Regions from separate parts of the Mus musculus genome. Here all the other regions are linked to region 1. Evidence: chromatin contacts called from public HiChIP or PLAC-seq and promoter capture Hi-C data. All regions are on one chromosome and are shown on one strand. The core of a region is the stretch at or near the end of the contact, and the rest is flanking DNA. Distances in the headings are between cores, read along the strand shown. Region 1 holds the start of Zfp563 (zinc finger protein 563). Region 2 holds the start of Cyp4f17 (cytochrome P450, family 4, subfamily f, polypeptide 17). Region 3 holds the start of Cyp4f16 (cytochrome P450, family 4, subfamily f, polypeptide 16). Region 4 holds the start of Pram1 (PML-RAR alpha-regulated adaptor molecule 1).

The links. Promoter capture Hi-C pulls out the DNA fragments that hold promoters and counts their contacts. HiChIP or PLAC-seq counts read pairs in DNA pulled down with a chosen protein or histone mark. Capture Hi-C pulls out chosen DNA fragments and counts their contacts.
Region 2: a contact with region 1 is called in a FOXA1 HiChIP or PLAC-seq map of pancreatic cancer cells. The contact joins the promoter of Cyp4f17 here to the promoter of Zfp563 in region 1. A contact is called at or near these places in 3 of 39 promoter capture datasets (the 3T3-L1 cell line, cranial neural crest and hippocampal neurons) and 3 of 115 datasets of contacts at active chromatin or transcription factors (astrocytes, bone marrow-derived macrophages and pancreatic cancer cells).
Region 3: a promoter capture Hi-C map of liver shows a contact between it and region 1, with 2.1 times the contacts expected there. The contact joins the promoter of Cyp4f16 here to the promoter of Zfp563 in region 1. A contact is called at or near these places in 9 of 39 promoter capture datasets (the 3T3-L1 cell line, cranial neural crest, embryonic stem cells and 4 more), 1 of 484 Hi-C or Micro-C datasets (Th1 cells), 2 of 115 datasets of contacts at active chromatin or transcription factors (bone marrow-derived macrophages and embryonic stem cells) and 1 of 9 other capture datasets (liver).
Region 4: a promoter capture Hi-C map of liver shows a contact between it and region 1, with 2.5 times the contacts expected there. The contact joins the promoter of Pram1 here to the promoter of Zfp563 in region 1. A contact is called at or near these places in 7 of 39 promoter capture datasets (the 3T3-L1 cell line, 3T3-L1-derived adipocytes, cranial neural crest and 3 more), 1 of 15 datasets of contacts at CTCF or cohesin (the NIH/3T3 cell line) and 1 of 115 datasets of contacts at active chromatin or transcription factors (embryonic stem cells).

The regions. Positions count from the first base shown.
Region 1 is chr17:33,087,631-33,091,066 of GRCm38.p6, forward strand. Zfp563 (zinc finger protein 563) reads left to right here and starts at 1,737. Exons shown (of 4, transcript NM_001024950.2): 1 at 1,737-1,849. The coding sequence starts at 1,847.
Region 2 is chr17:32,504,697-32,508,132 of GRCm38.p6, forward strand. Cyp4f17 (cytochrome P450, family 4, subfamily f, polypeptide 17) reads left to right here and starts at 1,788. Exons shown (of 13, transcript NM_001101445.2): 1 at 1,788-1,882; 2 at 2,198-2,396. The coding sequence starts at 2,199.
Region 3 is chr17:32,535,050-32,538,485 of GRCm38.p6, forward strand. It overlaps Cyp4f16 (cytochrome P450, family 4, subfamily f, polypeptide 16), which reads left to right and starts at 1,508. Exons shown (of 13, transcript NM_024442.2): 1 at 1,508-1,606; 2 at 1,949-2,147. The coding sequence starts at 1,950.
Region 4 is chr17:33,636,257-33,639,692 of GRCm38.p6, forward strand. It overlaps Pram1 (PML-RAR alpha-regulated adaptor molecule 1), which reads left to right and starts at 1,800. Exons shown (of 10, transcript NM_001002842.2): 1 at 1,800-1,921. The coding sequence starts at 1,919.

The DNA of each region.
Region 1 (3,436 bases), core at 487-2,986:
ATTAGGGCTACTGTTTAGAACTGGACAGCAGCAATAAAGGACTACTAGGAAAAAAAAAAAAAAACCTAGTTCCTCTGGTCAATGAAATAAAATCTCTGGCCTAACATTCCAAGCTATCTAAAATATAAAAGTTAATTCACTTGGGCCTGTCAATAACCTGACCAGGGGACCATACCTCTGAAAGTTAGGAACATTCCTAGGAAGGTGGGCTCACCTTAAGTTGTGCTAAAGACGTATGCAGAAAATTATCCCTTTAACAAGATGCTGTTTTTCCTAACCGAATTCCTACTCCCTAGTGTAGACCATATCAGCCTCTCTGAGGTTCAGATGGGTCAGCTCACCTTTCTGACCCATGAACTGAGACAGATATAACTTTTTTTAAAAAAATTTCAGATAGTGGTCATAACCTACTAAATACGTGTTTGTTACCATCTTGATAGGGTTTGTTTTCTCTGCCACTTAAAGAATTAAGAGTAAAAAAAAAAAAAAAAAAAAATCTCAGCGCAACAGGTAGCAACAGGGGAAATCTCAGACCCTGCAGGCAGAATCAACTAAAGAACAGCTCTTCCTAGTAGTAAAGAAACAAATGTACAAGAAGGTGGGGGTGGGGTGGGGGGTGGGGACACAGAAAGGCAGAGATCCGGAAACTTTGAAGAGTCTTTCTAACTTAGGGATGTTCAGTTTGAACAAAGACAGGAAAACTGATAGGCCCATCTTTTGGGGTAAATATATCTATTCCATGTTGCTGAACTTGCAGTGCCTGTTCCCAGGCAATGGTCCCTATCCCAGCAGATGCAGTGACTTACAACTTTGCTTCCCTGGGATTTTTTCTTTAAAATTTGAATAAAAATGCTTTAATTGGCAGAGCAAACGAACTGATTCCTGTGTCCCTAGAGAACCTTATGACTGCTACTATGTAACCGCACTTTTCATATTCATAACTGTTTTCTCTTGGTATATTCTCTTGGTATATTTCTCTTTTCTTGGCTGAAAAATGTATGGACTGAGTGAAAAGGAAGGGGAAAGCTTTTGCTATCATGCAGACTACATCATCTCAAGTTTCTCATGGGTGACATTAGACCAGTGGACCTGCCCTGGCTGGGTATCCCTTTATCTCTGTGGCAGGCCTAGGTACCCTTTCTCTAAGGTTCTGTCCATGGTACACTAACTAAATCTGACTTTAAATAAGCAGACTCCAGACTTAGTTTCCAGGGGGAAGTGGGAAAGCTCTTCTTTGGAAAAACCAAGTCTAAATTCTTTTTAAATGCAGTTATCAAGATGAGCGGATGCGGGGCGTGGTGGTGCACACCTTTAATCCTAGCACTTGGTAGACAGAGGCAGGCAGATTTCTGAGTTCGAGGCCAGTCTGGTCTACAAAGTGAGTTCCAGGACAGCCAGGGCTATACAGAGAAACCCTGTCTCGAAAAACAAAACAAAACAAAAAACAAAAAAAAAAAAGAAAAAAAAAAAGAAAAAAGAGTGGATTTCTGCCCGGGCCATGAGAGCTTTGGCTGCAATATGGCATGTGTGCCCCACTTATTAAATTAAGAGTTTACCACCAAGCTCTAATGTGTGTGTGTGTGGGGGGGGGGGGGGTGGGGGGGTTGGGGGGGGGGTGTCTGATCGCTTATCCAATTAGTACCACGGAGCACAGCACGAGCTATCCAATCAGAAGCGCCGATTGGTGAAGCGGACGTTCCTCACCGGCCTTCTCTTACTTGCCAGACTATTGTGGTGATAGAGTTCTGCCAGCTGAGGGAGTCACAGGTATCCGTTCAGGGTCCGTGTTGTGTGGCTGCCAACACCAGGATCATTCCTAAGGCCCCAGCAAGCCTTGGGCTCAGCTATGGTAAGTGTCCTTACGGCCAGCTGTCCAATCAGGAACGCCGGCAGAAAGCGGATATGCCTCACCCGCCATCTTTCTTCCTGGCACGGTCTGGTCAGCTGAGAGGGCAGCGGGTACGGTTAAGCCTCTTTGGCTCCGGGACAGCTGACCTCTGGAGCCTTCTTGAAACTACAAGAGGGCCCGGGAGCAGACGAGGCGAACGTCGGGGCAATGTAAGGGGCGCCGGGTGTTCCCCGGGTAGATGCCTCAGTCCTACATCCTCAGTCCTACATTGCTTTGGGTGCTGCGGGACTCAGGGTTTCTCTGCACTCTAGGTGGCAGGACCCCGGCGGGCAGCCCCATCTCTTGCAGAATCCTGTACTTCTGTCTCCTCAGCGAGACGCCTCCTGTAAAGTACAGGTAGATGGGCATGTTAACACATGACCACTACACCAGCCCATACGACATGATGACGAATTGAAGGCCAGTTAGGACATAGACCCTGTCTCAAAGAGGAAAAAAAAAAAGTAACTTGAAAATATGGTTTATTTACTTCACAAGTCCAGGTTACAGTCTATCGTCTATCGCTGCAGAAAAGAACTCTGCCCAACCATTCTAAAATATAATAAAGTATGCTTTGAGGAGAATAGCAAGTGATGACTAAGCCACCTTACCTGTAGAATGGGCTAGAAGGAAGCCTGGTGATATCCACGAAAGATGTGGGAAAATGACCTGAAAGGCAGTTTGCAGAGCTTCAAAGCTTTCCTTCCTGTATTTGCAAAAGCATGGGTTATTTTGTTCATGTTGTTTATGGTGATATATTTTTGTTTGTTTTATTTTAAGACAAAAAATCTCATTATGTAGCCCAGGCTGGACACAAAGTAACAGTCCTTCCTCAGCCTCCTAAGTGATAAGGTTATAGGAATACATCAACATGCCGTGCCCTTGATACAGAAGAATTTAATGTAGGGGAGGCAGATCAGGGTACTAAATAACCTTGAGGCTGACTAAGGCCACAGTAAATCTCTTTTCACCCTGTTGTGCTTAAATGAGTCAGTGTTTCCCTTCTGCCTACTGATGAGACGACAGAAAGAAATCTCAGTATACGGTTCTAATACTCCAGGTCCACAGAATAGAAAGAAGAGTAGATTTTTCCCCCCTGTATATTCCAAGAAATCTCTCCAGCACTCCTAAAGCCAAGGCAAAATTGTATGGTAGGAGCAGAGGTATCACAGACCCCACAAAGCAGAAAAAGCCCAGGGAAATTGAGGGAGTGAGGCTGCTGCAGTCTTTAACAGTAAAGTCCATGGAAGAAGGGTTACCCTTAAGACCTCACAGATAAAGAGTCACCTGCATACAGGATAGCTCTGTGGCAGTCACAAGGACAGTTGCTCAATACATGACAACTAAAGTATTTGCTTCATCTCCCAGAGGGTTTTAGACAACTCTACCCAAGTTTTGTGAGCTTTGAGCATGGCTAGTATCTTCTGGTCAAACTACTTACTTTCGGTATAGATTCTGGAGTTTCAGTTTAACAGGTGTTTGAAAACATTAAATGAAGTCTTCTAGACGTAAATATTTGTAACTTTAAATTGTGGGTAGATCTGAGTA
Region 2 (3,436 bases), core at 538-3,037, 580 kb before region 1:
GGACAGTTGTTTGGTTTTGGACAAACCAAAACCAAAACCAAAACCAAACAACAACAACAACCCCCCCAAAACCTAAAACCATAGTCTCAACACACACACACACACACACACACACACACACAAAGAATGTAATGTTAGAATCCAGCTGCTGTTCAGACTGTAATACCTTATGGCCTGCCCCTTCTTCCCACAGATATCAACAGGCACCCCATGAGGACACTGCCTCTTAATCTAGATTGAACTGAGGTTGTCTGGCTTGTGTTGACTATGGTGGTAAGAGCTTTTTACCCACGGAAGCATCTCACCGGGTTATGAGTGACTTCTCTATTCTTTCTCACTAGTTTTCATTTGAAGATTCTTTTGTCAGATGATAGAACAGCAACACACTTGCTTGCTTGTGTTCTAGGTCCATTTCCTTGGCATACCCTTAAAAGTCTGTGAACTAACATTTTATTTATTTGTGTGTGTGTGTGTGTGTGTGTGTGTGTGTGTGTGTGTGGGCACACGTGCCTGTCATGCCATGGGTGTGGAGGCCAGAGGACAGTTTGCAGGAGTCAATTCTCTCCTTTCATCATGCTGGTCAGTTCTATGGAGCAGAGTGAAGCTGTTAGTCTTGGCTGCAGGTGCATTCACACTGAGCCATCTTCCTGTCCCCTGAGATAGCTTAGCGTCCTTTCACCCTGAGCTAGAATCTTATCTGCCTCTTGTAGTGAGATATTTCTTAGAAGCAGCAGATCCATGCTTGTGCCTTTATCTGGGGTGCAGTTGAGACTGAGAACACCCGAGTTATTGAAAGGTGTTTGTTGATTCCTGCAATTTTGTTGATTTTGTTTTCCTCCTTCTTCCTCTCTTGCTTTAATAATATTCTAGTGTGTTTTATTTATTTATTTATTTATTTCCTGGACTTTGTGGCCTGATTTCCCCCTCTTCAGCCTGAAGGATTCTATCAAGCATCTTCTGTAGAGCTGGCTCAGTGCTCATAAATGCCTTTGTTCTATTTTTACCGCTGATAGTTAAAAAAAATGTCCTTCTTTATGACAGACAGCTTTTCTGGATGCAGCAGTCTGGGTTGGCAGTTATAGATATCTTTTACGGCTTGAAGTCCGTCACTTGCGCATCCTTGGGCTTTTACCCTTTCAGTTGAATGAATAATAGTGTTATTCAGATGGGCCTGCCTTTGTATTGTGAATGGTGTTTTTCTCTTGGAGCTCTCAACGTGGTGCTGCTGACCCGGAGCCCACAACCCCCTCTCTCTTCTCGCCTGCCTGGATTTCCCCACGACTGGCGGCTCAGCTTGACCCCTCCCACCTACTTCCTAACTGAACTCTGGTCCCTCAGCTGGGAGTTTTAATCTTCAGAATCTCTTTTAGTCCGTTCCAGCACGGCCGGATTCTTTGTTTCTGGAAGTCTTGTCTCCACTCGGAACCTGGATTACTTGGAGGGAGAATTCTGCCAGGTTGTGCAGCTGGTAGGCAGAGGCTCGGATCCTTTCAGTCCGAACTGGAAAACACTGCCTGCTGCCCTCTAGCCTGCAGGTCCTCAGAGGACCTGCGGAGCCTAGTGAGAACGGGACAGATTGTAAACTTTGGGTCTCTAGACACCTTTGTCTTGGTTCAGATGGAAGGTGTTGAATCCTGAGGACCCTGCTTGCCTGGACATGTGACCCTGGATTGGCTCCAATTGCTTCGGGTTGGCCCCGCCCCCGCCCCGCCCCCGCCCCCGCCCCCCGCATTTTGATATTCTACCCAGGCTGGGAGGAGGGCTCTGGGCCACCGAGGGATTGGCTCAGTCCAGCTCATCGTCCTGCTCAGCCGGTAGCCAGGATCAAAAACATTTCCAGGGAAGAGCGGACGTTTCTGGGACGCATTACTCCTGAGAAAAGGTGCCGGACTTGGGACACACGGAAGGCCCCTACTGAACAGTGGAAGCTCTGTTACAGCTGGGGTGGCTCTGCAGGCAGGCCTGATTTCCCAGTTACTACGCTACATACCTGTGCTTCAGTCTAGGCCAACGCAGACTATAAACAGATCCTATCTGCCTCTCTCCTGCCTGATTCTCTGTCTCTCCGTAGCCCTGGGTGTCCCTTTTCCTTCCTGTGTTCTAGTCCTCTAAGTCACCATCTCTGTCCAGTGACCATGGAGGGCCACCTCTGTCTCCTGGGCCTCAGGATCTCACTTCTGGCCTATCTTTCTTGCAGGATGCTACAGCTGGGCCTGTCCTGGCTGGGACTGGGGCCTGGAGCTGCCTTCCCATGGCAACTTCTGCAGTTGGTTGGGGCCTCCTTGTTCCTGGCTCGAATTCTGACCTGGATTTGTGCCTTCTATGACAACTACTGCCGTCTCCGCTGCTTCCCCGAGCCCCCTTCGCGGCACTGGTTTTGGGGTCACATGAGCATGGTGAGTGTGGCAGCAGGTAGGTCTGGTGTGTCAGGAAAGGCTCTTAGGAACCTGGGAGTCGTGAGAGGGTGGAGAGGTGAGGGAGGGAGGCTGAGTGAGTCTCTATCTAGTCACATACCCGGCATATCTACTCCTGGCCTCTGTCTACACCACGTTTTGAGGCTTTTTTCTTTTTTGCCCTTTCTCGTTCCCAGCTAACTTCGGATCACATTCTGATAAGAACTCATGTTTTAAGATCTCTTTCTGTTGCTTGTTCAGTCCTGTTCTGTGTTGTTAGTGCCCCCCACCCCACCCCACCCCAGGATAGGTTGAGGGAGCAGAGCTCTCCCCCTCAATGTGCTATTTCACTTAACGTTGTTGGAGTTGAGCCTTTCTAGTGGAATAAATTGGGTATGCTCCTTTCTTAGCCCATCTCTGCTGGCCAGAGTCTCTTGAGGGACAGCGATGCTGAATGGCAGAAGTTGACATCCCTCCTCTCCAATTTTTAAAATTCTTTCTCTCTCTCTCTCTCTCTCTCTCTCTTTCTTTCTTTCCTTTCTTCCTTCCTTCTTCTTCTTTCTTTTTTTAAATGAGATTTATTATATATTGTATATAATATATAAAACATATAATATATTTTTATATATTTATTATATATTATATAATATATAAAATATATAATATATATATATTATATATTATATATATATTTTATATGTATGTATCTTGCCAACATTGGTGCTTGTGTACCATGTGTGTGCCTATTGCTCAAAGAGTTCAGAAGAAGGCATTGGATCTCCCAGAACTGGAGTTATAGGTGGCTGTGAGCTACCTTGTAGGTTTTAGAAATCAAAACCATGTCCTTTCCAAGATTAACAAGTGCCCTTAACCTCTGAACCATATCTCCAGCCCCACCAATTCCTCCCCTGTCTTATCTAACTCTTCCTCCTCAAAAATGTGTCAGAGGACTCCATTGTCTGAATTAGGTCAGAGTTGAGCACTCTGTTTTCCTCTGTGGTATTGAGGTGACACACTGACTGTCTTGTGCTCCCTAGAAAATG
Region 3 (3,436 bases), core at 258-2,757, 550 kb before region 1:
AGAGATGGCTTAGTGGTTAAGAGCACTGGCTTCTGTTCCTTAGGAGCAAGGTTCAATTTGTACTACCTACGTGGTGGCTCGGAACTTTCTGCAGTTCTACTCCCAGGGGATCTCACACTCTTTTCTTTGCAAAGCTTCTGGAATCAAGCTTGTGTGTGGTGCAGACACATACATGCAGACAAAACATCTCTATACATAAATCAAATAAATAAAAGAAAAAATAAGAATGCTAAGTCAAGCGAAACAGCTATGGCTTCAACTGTGACAAGTGGGGGCCTTATACTGCTCTGTTCCATACAGTCTTTCCTTGTGTCTTCTCCAGTGTGGACTCTTTTAGAAATGTTGTGTGTTTCCTTTAGACGTTCATTACCCTAGAATTCAGTGTCATAAGTAGTTGTGAAATTGTAGACTTTGCCTATGCTTAAAAAGTACCTGTGAAGTTGAAAAATTTACTAGAGGAAAGGGAAACAACACCTTGTGAAAAATCCCCTGGGGAGGAAGTCTTGAGGTTGCTTAATTTTGATCTATTAGGGACCCCTAGCCTCCATAGTCCCTCATTTCTTGTTTGGGGAGCCCTGAGTTGGCGAGTCTGGACTTCTCCACTGACCTCTGCCCTTATCTTGCTCTATCAACCACCAATCAAGTACCCTTAACTCTGTTTCAGGACTTTGAGATTGCTTTTATCTGCCAACCTTTGAGCTGGTCCACCCATTGTTCTTTATGTCCGCGCTTTGGTGTGATGTTGGCTCCTTTTACTTGTCTAATAATGGGGAGCATGGCCATGGGAGGGTTCAGTGATTGCTAAGTCCATGACTTGCCGATCTAGGGTTTCTGAACAGCATACACTCCTGTTAAGGTCAAGTCGCCATTTGATCCTGGGAAGACAAGCCATTGCAGGCTTGTTCATTCTTGCCTGTACCCCTGTGCTCATAGCACTTCAGTCTGACTCCTTTCATCCTCACAAACCCGCTGAACTCTGACCCTTTAGTTGCCAGGTGTATTTTCCCAGCCAGGACATCTATCTCTTCAGTCTGACCATGGCTGGATTCTCTGGTCTAGTTTGGAATTGTTTCTATCCAGGGGCTGGGCTGCTAAGGGAGAGGACTGAATGCTGCAAGACTGTAGTCGGTGAGCAGAGGCATTCCAGAGACAGGTCTGCAGTTCTGCAGTTCTGCAGTGAGGAATTCTGCATGCTGCACTCCCACCAGTGAGATGTGCAGAGATCCCTGGGAGATGCTCAGGGAACATCCTGAACACCATCCTGGCACCTGTACTTCCTCCTTCACGCTTTTATCAGCAGACTGTTGCCCTTGGAAGGGCCCAGAGTCACCTTTGCCCTTGACTCAGAGGTGCTGCATCCTAAATGCAACCTGCCTGTGTGTGTTGCCCTGAGTCTTTCCCCTCCACTCCAGTCTGGCCCCGCCCAACTTGTTTTGGCCTGATGCCCAGGCAGGGAGGAAGTGGCTGAGCCTGGGAGGGATTTGATTGGTTCAGTCCAGCCTAACCCAGCCTCCCACACAGCTTCCTGAAGTTAGGAAGCAGGGGATAAATGCTTTTCACAGGACTGGGGAGAAGGTCTTAGAGGACCAGCAGCTCCTGAGATAAGGTACCGACTTGGGCTCTGAGGCAAGACAGGGTCCTGACTCTGATCAGGATGAGTTTATCAGTGTTGGGGTGGCTCCATGGAGACAATTGGCACAAGTGAGCCTGGGTTCCTGGATAACCGTTTGTGCTTCAGGCAGAGCCATCCCAGACTTCAACAGCTCTTGTCTGTGTGTTCCCTGCCTCCTTCTCTCTCTCTCATTCTGTCTCTTCCTGTATCTCCATCCCCTTCCCTGCTCTACTCCCTGCTCTACTCTCCAGTTTCTGCCCATGCTCAAAATTCTGAAGTTTTCCAGGTTCCTCTTCCAAACCTCAGAATCTCCTCCTGTGTCTGTCTGCTCAGCAGGATGCTGCGGCTAAGTGTGTCTGGGCTGGACCTGGGCTCTGTGGTGACCTCGTCATGGCATCTTCTGCTGCTTGGAGTGGCTTCCTGGATTTTGGCCAGAATCCTTGCCTGGACTTACTCATTCTATGAGAACTGCTCCCGCCTCAGTTGTTTCCCTCAGCCTCCTAAAAAAAACTGGTTTTCAGGTCACTTGGGCATGGTGAGTATGGCGGCAGATAGGCTGGGGGTACCGGGGTGTATGTGTTCCCTAGGCATCAGGAAAGGTCTGGAGCCTGTAGCAGGGAGAAGCAAAGAAAGTTATTTGGGCCCCTATTCTCATCACAACCCCACATTCATTTATCTTTCTTTCCAAGTTGTGCTCATCAGCCTTTCTCTCTTACCTGGCACCAGCCTACTGTGGGCCATACTCTCAGCAGGACTGAGGATTCCTCAAGTTCCTGGATATGTGTCATAGTCAGTGGATCCCATGGCGAATAGCACAGAGTAGTGGCATCCCTGGTATATTCTGTTTCACTGCTGGATTTGAGATCTTCCTTCAGTATGTCCAAGGTCTTGCCTCCTGCCTGGCTCATCTCTCTTGGTTTCAGATCAGTGACTGTATCTCTCTGGGTTGCTATTTGCCCTGTAGGATTCAGCTGCGATTTCTTACCTCCACCTACTGTTTGGGTGCAGAAGAGAGATTGTAGTTTTTTTCCCTTCCACTTCTTGGCCACTGTCCTTCCTCATTTTGCCCTCTGTCCTGAAGATGCATTAGTGGGCTCCATTATGCAATGTAGGTCAAGGATGAACACTTTTTAACATTGGTAGTGATTATCTGAAGTGCTTAGGGTTTGTGCATGCTAAGCAATGACTTTATTCCAAAGGCACATCACAGCATGACCATTTTCTCTCTGGTCTCATCATAATGACTACACTTCCTACTCAGTACCCTTCCCTGGTCACCAGGTCCCCTTGCTCCATGCTGCTCCATGTTGCAGAACCACATCTTGGGATTAGATCACTCATAATAGAGATATCATCACCAATGCCATACATTCAAGTACTGCTTCTCTCAACAGAATCCTCTTTCCTACCAACATTCTCATGTAACCATTGTTATCCAATGTCTTCTCAGCATCACCATCCTTTATGCATACTAACCTATCAGCTTCCTTACAGTTCCCTTTCATCTCCCCATGAGTTCAAATTCCTATCAAGATTTCAAGTGTGAGGTTCTTGACAATTCATTTTTCCTTTAAGCATTTGGAAAAGTGTTGCTTTTGATGCCCCCAAACTCCCATATGTTGTGTTTTGTTATGCACAGTGATACTGTAGAGTCAGGTGACATGTTTCTTCCCATTCTTATACCTCCTATGTGGTCTTGGTGCACTAAATCTCCTGTCTGTTGCTCCTCCTCTTCCTCTTCCTCCCCACTACTACTACTACTACTATTTCTTCTTCTTCTTCTTCTTCTTCTTCTTCTTCTTCTTCTTCTTCTTCTTCTTCTTC
Region 4 (3,436 bases), core at 550-3,049, 550 kb after region 1:
CTGGAAACTATCCACTTGAGACTCCTATAAAAGCAGACTCGTCTCTAGGAACTGTGACCCAAGACAGGAAAACAAGCATCAGAATCTTGATGCTATGTGCTAAAATAAGGAAGGTGTGCCTCTCAACCTAAGCTGCTTTATTTCCATTTAAATAAGCTGAAACCATACCTGGCTCATTCCCAAGAGTTATACAAGTTCTTGCTACTCTATCAGCCTTATAATACCCAACAGCAGGCCCATCACCTAAGTCAAAACATATATTTATTTTGTTTCTAAGATTGGTTTTCATTGTGGGTTTTTTTTTTTTTTCTTTTACTCGAGACAGGGTTTCTCTGTGTAGCCTTGGCTGTCCTGGAACTCACTTTGTAGACCAGGCTGGCCTCGAACTCGAAATCCGCCTGCCTCTGCCTCCCAAGTGCTGGAATTAAAGGCGTGCGCCACCACTGCCCGGCTTCATTGTATTTTTACAAGGCACTGCAACAATAGCCTTAAACTACCAGACTTTCCAATCCTCCTGCTTTTAACTCCCAAGTGCTGTTTTATGAGATTCTAGAAATCAGATTTAAGGCTTTGTACATGCTATATAAGTACACTACCAACAGAGCTACAAACTTTGGATTTAGTTTATGTTATCTTCCTTCACAGGGTCTCAACTTTCCAGCCGGGGGATGGTCATGCACTTAATATCCTCTTCTCCCACATGCGAGGATTACGGATGTGTGCCACTATACCTGGGTAGAACATGTACTTTTTTGGTTACGTTTCTGAGTCAGGGTCTCATTATGTAGTGCTGGCTGGCCTGAAATTCACTATGTAGATTAGGCTAACCTTGGAAATGTAGTGAACTTCCTGCTTCTGCTGGGATTACAAGTATGCACCACTACGCCAGTTGCTTAGAGCATGTACTTTGTGACTCCAGGGACATAGACACATGTACACTCATCTATACACCAGAACCATCCTGCTAGGGTGTAAGTAGTCCTCCTCCTTGGACCACATCCCAGACTGGTGACATCAGAATCTCTGGAAGATATTTTTTTAACAGCTCAAAGAATTCTATTCTGTTCCCAAACTGAGAATCATACCTCTGAACCCTGCTGAGTGTTCTTTGTTCCTGTGGACTGAATCACGTGTCAGGGCTCTCCTTTCCTATATCTACCTTTGTCCCACTTTGGGCTTCATTTTCCTGCAATCCAGTTTTCTTGTTTCTCCTCTCTCTGCTTCCTTTAACCACTGTGAACTTGAGAGGTCCTAAAACCCCATACCTTCACAGCAACAGTGATGTCCCTTCAGCCCAGGACTTAGACATCTTTTAATGCCACCCACCCATAAGTCTGCTTATCCCAGTTGATGATGCTTTGGGTGCATAGCCCTGGCTGATGGGGCATTTGTCACCTTAACAGGGAAGTCCTGTTGAGAGTACAAATGGTGAAACAAGGTAGATGAAGCAATACAGGAGGACAGATATGTCCTCACCATTGCAACAGCCATATCCTAGGTCTACCTCTTTAGAGACGTCTTAAGACCCAGAGAAAGCCATAAAATCCCCACTAAGGTGCTGTGACTGTCCTGAGTTTGTCCTAAGCTTGCCTCTTCAGAGACAAAGCTTGTCAGGACCCCAAAGTGTTAAAACTAAGGGGGACAATAGGGAATCAAGAGGCTAGTAGGAGCTAGGAAACTTGTGCTTTATAGATGTGCTTAGGTCTAATGACCTGACTTTGGGGACAGTAGTGGACAGGCAGGAACTCAAGGAGGGGACAGAAAGGCTATCTCCGCCTCCTTCCTCCTCTGCCCTCCCCAGCCCAACAGCTCCGACTTGGTGTGTCAGCCCGTGGAGCAGAAACCACACTTAACTTCCTCAAGGCAGAAGCCTAAGCTCAGAGCTCATTCACCCTGTGGTTCATCATCCCCTGAAGCCATGGTGAGTCCTCAAGCCCCCATTGGAAGTTCATTCAGGTAACAAGGGTCCCAAGTAGAAACTGGGGAACTGGTAAATATGCCCTCATGGGTAACCTAGCAGAACAGAGCTAGAACAGTCTTGGGGATGAGATGGCACAGGAAAAGATAAGAAACAACCAAGGCATAATAGCTTGAGCTCTTGTGGACCAGCTTTGTATCTGTGACTGCAAGGCAGTGTGGTGCTGGTTGGGTCTGCCTGGAATGATATACCCTCAATCCAGGTCAGCAGCTGGGATATAAGCAGAGGTTTCCTGTGAAGTGATTAAATGGGTCACGCACCTGCTACACCAGTCCCCATCTCCAGTCCGTTACCCAAGCTGTGCTCTGCTAAACCCTTCCTTATCTACCCTTGTGGTCATCAACTCACTTAGACTGGGGCTTCAACAAAGAAATGTCTGACCCCAGGCAAGAATTGCTTCCTTCCCAGAGATCCTTCTGAGTCCATCTCTAGATAGATTTACAAGGTTCTGTCCTCTCTGTCCTCCAATCTTTTTTACCCTTGGTGAAGATAGGCTGGGGATATCTACCAGCACCTATGGCAAAGAGCAGGTCAGACTTGAGAGCACCAGAAATGTTCTAAACATATCATATAGTGCCTGTACATTTGGGGAGCCTCCCTTCTGGTCCTCATGAGACATGTCAGGGACTATGACACCTAATACCCACATCTTAGATAGATGTATGTAGAGCTTGTTAACTTAGTTAGAATGGCTAGCCAACAAGCCCTAGAGGGCCTCCTGGCCTAAGCTCTCCAGAGCTAACTAGGATGACAGGTACTGCTCCTGACTTTGTTATGTATGAGTACTGAAGCTAGAACTCAGGCTTGCATGACAAGTACTTTACCTACTGAGAAATCTCTCTAGTCCCCCCAACTAAATTTTAACAATTTATAGTCAAAATGGGTATGGTGGTATACACCTGTAATGCCAGCACTCAGATGGCTGAAGCAGTAGAACTGTTGAATCCCAGCCTGGGCTACATAGTGAGAAACTGACTTAAAATAAACAAAAAACAAAAAAAGGAAAGGAAAGGAAAAAGGAAAAAGGGAAAAGGGAAAGGGAAAGGAAAGAAAAAGAGAGGGGGGCGAGGAGAGGAAGAGAGAAGAGGAGAGGAGAGAAGAGAGAAGAGAAAAAGAAAAGCAAGCAAGCAAGCTAAACTAATGGTGGCACACACCTGTAATCTCAGCACATGGGAGGCAGAGGCAGAAGGTTATCCTCAACTATAAAGCAAGTTTGAGGCCAGCCCAGGATATATGAGACCCTGCTTCAAAAAACAAATTAAAAAAAAGGAGGAGGAAGAGGAGGAGGAGAGGACGATGACAAAAAACCCTCATCACTGGGAAGATATAGTTCATTGCTAGAGCTTGTTTAGCAAGGTGCTAAGTTCCATCCCTAACACCACAAAAATAAAAATCCTCAAAACAACCCTAATATAAGAACTAATATAAAAAACTTCATAGGTAATGGGAGACAAAGAG